Regions from separate parts of the Rattus norvegicus genome. Here region 1 is linked to region 2. A link is a contact called in public Hi-C data. All regions are on one chromosome and are shown on one strand. Each heading gives the region's core, a stretch centred on a gene start, on an enhancer-like site or on the middle of the called end of the contact. The rest is flanking DNA. Distances are from core to core; before and after follow the strand shown. Region 1 has its middle 140 kb from the start of Inhba. Region 2 has its middle 290 kb from the start of Inhba.

Region 1 (2,845 bases), core at 86-2,585, 160 kb after region 2:
TATAGGAATTCTACACCAGCCTGGGCAGGACTTGGGCTTGGCAATGCCTTAAACTAATGTTGAACACACCTTCCTGGAAACAGCATGAATCCAGCTACATATTTCTAGCAAAAGTACAAATATTTCCCTGAGCAGTTCTTAAAATAGAAGTCTCCAAATTACATAGCAACCTGAGTTTGAGACCCAGGATATGCATGAATGATGGAGAGAAATTACCCCCACAAGTCATTCTCTGATTCCCACATGCATGTGGCACATATATGCATGTGCAGCTCTCATGTGTGCATTCATGCATACATGTGCACAATAAAATAAACCAATATTGAAAACAAGAAGGAATGAAAGACAGGAAGGAGAGGAGAAAGGGAGAAAGGAAGAAGGGAAGGAAGGAAGATTGGAAGAAAGAAAGAAAGAAAGAAAGGAAGGAAGGAAGGAAGGAAGAAAGAGAGAGAGAAAGAAAGAGAGAAAGAAAGAAAGATTAAACCAAGAGTCTTGTTTTACATGTCTTTTGCTTGGAGAAGACCTCTCTACTCTATTTTGAATGAATGAAAACCCCACCATGGATACAGCATAAAGGTCCTTTGATAGCTCCTCAGAGCACCAGGAAGCTCTTGGTTAACTGATAAGTCACTACTCTGCGTACAAGGGTTTGATAGCCCAGATTTCATTTGTGTCCCTATAGGTAGACAGCTGTTACCGCTTCTGACTCCTCTGGCTCCTGGAAACAAAGTGAAATGAAGCTGTTTGCAGCTGCAGGAATCAGTACTGCCATCTGCTAGGCTCCCCAGAAGCTCCCAGCCAAGGACTTTGCATCCAAATGTTTCACAGCAGAGCAGGCAGTTTTCTATAGGGAAATGCTTTGAAGGTCACCCCTCATCATCTCCAGAAGGCCATTTCCAAAAAGAAGCACATGGCAGCCCTGACCCTTAGCAATCTATCTCTGCTACTGTTCAGAAACTGTCCCCCCAAAATAAAGATTCAAGGAGGCTTTTTTCTGCTTAGGATTCTCTCCAGCACTTTGGCAATGTTGCCATTTACCCTTATACAAAAATCTACCTGGAAGTTTGCCCATTCGGTGTCCTTCTCTTTGGCTGACCACTTTTTAAGCAATAGTACTCTCTTCTCTAGCCTTTAGATAATAACCCCACCAGCCTGAGTCTTTCATCCTTGCTTTTCTTTTTCTGAGTTTCATTGCTCACCTCATCTCTGTGCATTGTGTACAGCCGTACTGCAATTAACCTACAACTCAGTCCCTTGTCTCTGCCTTCCAACAGCCTGTCTCCATTTGGACTTCCTACTTTTCCCAAAATAGCACCTTCAAAACAAATGTAGGCATATTTCTAACCAGATGATTAACTAGCTCTTATCTTCCCCAAGAGTTCACCTGAGTTTTTTCAACCTTGACCAAGAGCCTAAAATCTATTGATCAATTCATATCCCAGCCCCAATATTACAGTCACAGAGTAGTGATTTTGTGGATTAAATTCTTGATACTTGCAATAGTCCTCTAATTCTTGGTTCTATATCTATCATTTGACCTTCAGAGGAATCTAGATATTTCTTCTGGGGAAATTTCACCAATGCCATCCATACCTCTTTATTCCTCTATTCAAAAACCTCTAATTGAGCTTTACGTTGGAGATAAGGCACTCATGCTCACAGCCATGTCTTGTTAGATGCATACCTCCCTAGCCTACCTATCTGACCTCACACCCATCCAATGTCTAGTGTTCATAGATATATAGACTTAAGAATAGACTACAGTTTCAATCTGGAATGTTTTGTAAGTACCATGAAGTTAAAGGTACAGTTCCCAATTGTTAGAAGGTGGTAGAAATTTTAGCCTTTACTTCCTCTCCCTTACTTCTCAGCCGTGAAGTGAGAGCAGTTTGATCAGATAAATAATGCTGCTATGATTGCTGCTTCACAACAAGCATAAAAGTAACCATGCCAATCACAAGGTGAGACCTCTGAAGCTGAGCTGAAATAAACTTTTCAGTATACGGTCATTTGCTAAGTCACTTGATCATTATGTTATACAAAATGATCAAGAGCTAACTAACAGATGAATCACTCTGTTAAATAATTCCCCCAGGACACTGTTTACATGGACCACAATTTGAATATTACTTCATAGTGCAGAGCTCAGAACATGCCATGTATACTGAACCTTGGCCTCTTCCTGTTTGTGACCTATTTGGCTGCTTACCTACCCTTTACACTCTTTAACCCTCATTTTTCTCTTGTCTTCTTAAATGCAAAACCAGTGTCTTCCCTCTGGGAAGACCTCTTGAGGTGACTCAATGTTTATTCTAGATTCAGTAAGTGAACTATTCCTTAAATCATTTTACTGGCACTTATCCTTCACCAGGCCCTTAGATAAGTTTGATCTTTTTAAGAATGTGTATTGTTTATCTCTAATATTTGAAGACATTTTTTCTAGAAATGCCTCTGAAATTATCTGTAGCTGAAACGATCAGTGAAAGAAATTGTTTAAATTTTGGGGGAATATGTGATTACTATAGTTACATCTTTTCAAATATATATATCCTTACATCTCAGGTAGTAACTAATACAAGTCAAAAGTAATAACAGAAGTATCAGAAATTGCATGATCTTTTTAACTACAAGAATGACTAGGAAATAGCCATATGTAATATGTACTGAGCAGTGAATATATATTTGTGTGTTAGCACATGCATTAATATAAACTGAATATTTGATAATACATTTGTATATTCATATATCATCATATACTCTGTGTATTTTATAATATTCTCAAAATACATTTTCATTCAAACTGACCTATGGGAATTCACCCCATAGGCATCCGACAAAACTAAAT
Region 2 (3,109 bases), core at 285-2,784:
CCTAGAAACAGTAAGGCTGCCACACATTTAAGGTGGAGTGGGGGTGGGGGATAACATCTAAATTCCTCTTGTATCTCAGAAATCTAAATTAAAACATTGAGGAAGCAGTTACTAGGTTGCTCTGACAAAGATAACAAGGCTGTGAGGGTTGGATTTAGAAACAAGCATTGCAGGGCTCTCTCTGTTGTATCCAGTCTGGACTGTCACGCCCAGACATACAAGTAGTTAAGAGGGATTTAAATAGCCAGACCCCATAAAAGACAAAGAAAAAAAAGGAGCATTGTACATTATTGTGGGCTGAAAAAGTTGGTAACATTATTGTAGAACACTGTACCATTTTGTTTCAATTAAGGAACAAAAAAAATCACAATTAAAAAAGTAGTTCAATAGGTTTGGAATCACTCTATACAGTCATAGCAAAGCTACCATCCTGCTTAAATCGTCTGTGGAGAACATCCTTCTGTAATGACTAACAGAGAAAGGAGACTAGGGGCCTCCCAATGTTCTGAAAACCACTTAAGAGTTTTAGTCTCTCTAGATTTTCTACTGGTTAGAAGGACAGGGTGAAAGGGACAGGAAGATCTCAGGGTCTCAGACAGACACCCTGCAGATACTAGGAGACCAGGGCCATGGACGCTTTTGCTTTGCTACTCTGAAGGCAAGGTAAAAGATAAAGTCTCAGTCCTACTGTCCTAGTGGCTTGAGTCCAACCCCTATCTGTCCACGTGGACTAGACTCCACAATCTGAATCACAGAGCGAATCTCCCAGGAGGCTGCCACCTTTGTTATAGCTGGACCATAGCAGGTTAGGCTCTTAGCCAGGGTACATCAGGGAATGCCTTGGCTTTAGAAGAGTTGGGGTCCCTCCTTGAAGCCCTCCAAGTCTAGGCAGAGTCTACCCACTATCTTCTAAGGTTTTCATTATACCAATGTCATTTTTGTTGTGCCAAAGCTTGGAGTGCTGGTCTGTTTTCACAGAATTTTTTTTGCACTATTCGTTCTGCCTTTATTTAAGCAGCTGTATTGAGTGGGTGAACACATTCCCAGGAAACAGCTCCCTGATAACTCAGGAGCCTTGGAGTCTGCAGGGCACTTCTCTAGTTTTCTTGAACAAAGAAATGAGTGTTGGAATTACAAATACAATAACTTCTTAAACCCTTCTTTAGTCAGATAATTTGATATATTTTTATCTCCTTAATTTCTTATTTCCCTTTTCTTTTTAAAATGTGTTTGACTCCCCAGTTTTCTTCCTTCTATTGTGACTGTGGACATTTCACATCAGATTCTTCTTGTTCACTTTTCTCTCTACCTTCCTATGCTGAGGACTGAAAAATCCCACAGAGTGGTTTTACTATTGTGAGCATGAAAAGCAGCATGTTTGCATTTTGAACAGAGCAGAGATTAAGGCATTGGCAGCCTTGAAATCGCTCTTTCTCAACTTCCATTCCCATGAGGTTATCCACATAGAGCTGCTGTTAGCACAGGGTCAGTGTGATGAAACGTATTTGTTGAGTCTCTTTGGTGCCAAAGCTTTGGCCAACTATCTGATCTACCTGATAATGGCACTGTTTCAGAAATCTCTAGTCAGTACAGCAATATCAGCCCTGTGGATTATCTAACACAATATGATACTAGAAACTACAGTTAGTAAAACCTTCACAGTATTCCTTCTTCCCCACCCTGCCTTAGATATCTCTTGCAAGAATGGGAAGGTGGTCACAGTGTACATATTCAGGATTGTTATTTTAGTCCTAACTAGGTAGAGAGGCAACCACAATGTTTGTTGTCTGTCTATTTCCTCCCCTGCTACATTCGCTTCTCCACCACCTCTATACCTGTAAGGACACTTATTCGATTGTCCTATCCTGAATGTTAGTTTCAAATATCATTAAGGCTATAATAATCCCATTTTAGAGCCAAAACTCAGAGATGCTTTCAAAAGTGAGGCTGGAAAGGGTTATGGCTTAATATATTTTAAAGGTTTTGATTTTCTTCTATTCTCATACTTCAGGCTTACCTGTTTAAATATACCAGAATAAATCAATATTCGTCTAGATGATTGGACTCATCAGACCAGCGCATGTTACACAGCAACCTTTTTAGGTTAAACTACCTTACCTAAAAGGGTCTTGTATTGAGGTGACACATGTGGGAGGCAGATTTAAAGCTAACAAAAACACTTCTTAACCCTCTAGATAAAAACAAAAGACATAGATAGGAAAATCGAATAAGGGTCCTTACACATATAGAGGTGGTGGAGCAGTGAATGGAGCAGGGGAGGAAATAGACAGGCAACACTGTGGTTGCCTCTCTACCTAGTTAGGACCATGTGGTAAGTGCAAAATCTTCCAGAGATTCAAAAGCTGGTGGATATCATGCTCTTATACAACCTTTTCTCCTGCCTTAAACAGAAAAGCAGCCCTAAAATAACCCATCAAGGTCTCTAGGGTGTGGGACAGAAAAATTTATTAGCTTTTTTGATGACACCCACTTATAATATGTGTGATGTTGGATGCAAGAAATTCTGAAGTTCAGAATTCCACTCATTTGTGTTCCCAGTGTAGTTTCAGTGTCTGCTGGGCCTGGAGGCCCGTTTTTGCATTGCTGAAAATGGGAAAACTCTCACTGTTGCCATGAGAATAGCAAAGACAGTCATGGAACAGAGATAAGGGCATGCAGATCGCTCAGGCAATGTGAATCCTGCTATCCAGGTAGTCCTAAGAAGGGAACATAATAATAACAGCAATGTCCATGAAGTACATAAATGGGTGAGCCATGACTTAGCGTTTCACCTGTGGCGAATTCAGTTGTTAAGGAGTTCAGGTACCATGTGCTTAGGTCCATGCACTTGCAAGCTGAAAGTCATAATCCCAACTGCATTAAGCTAGAACTCTACCTCTGATCTCAAGAGCCTTCTCGGGATGAGAGACATCAGAGGACGTACTGGAATTTAGCAATTGTGTAATAATGAGCTATTGAACTAAATTGCTATACAAAAGCCTCACAACAAACTTAAACTAGGTGTATGTACCATCACCATATGCTGTGAAGAAAGGACCAATATAAGTGAGTACAACTTTATTTCTCTGGTAACTTGCATTGAAAGGAA

Evidence for each region. A called contact is a pair of places that touch in the nucleus more often than the background predicts.
Region 1: a contact with region 2 is called in a Hi-C map of liver, with 2.6 times the contacts expected there. The contact joins two enhancer-like sites. A contact is called at or near these places in 4 of 12 Hi-C or Micro-C datasets (hepatocytes, kidney and liver).

The regions. Positions count from the first base shown.
Region 1 is chr17:53,665,451-53,668,295 of GRCr8, forward strand. No RefSeq gene overlaps it. Among named protein-coding and RNA genes, the nearest start is that of Inhba, 140 kb to the right of the region's middle. Within about 2 kb of position 1,336, at least 1 of the 93 cell types and tissues checked has an H3K27ac peak or open chromatin away from gene starts, as enhancers often do. A contact at or near this core is called in liver, where this site is marked.
Region 2 is chr17:53,508,622-53,511,730 of GRCr8, forward strand. No RefSeq gene overlaps it. Among named protein-coding and RNA genes, the nearest start is that of Inhba, 290 kb to the right of the region's middle. Within about 2 kb of position 1,535, at least 3 of the 93 cell types and tissues checked have an H3K27ac peak or open chromatin away from gene starts, as enhancers often do. A contact at or near this core is called in liver, where this site is marked.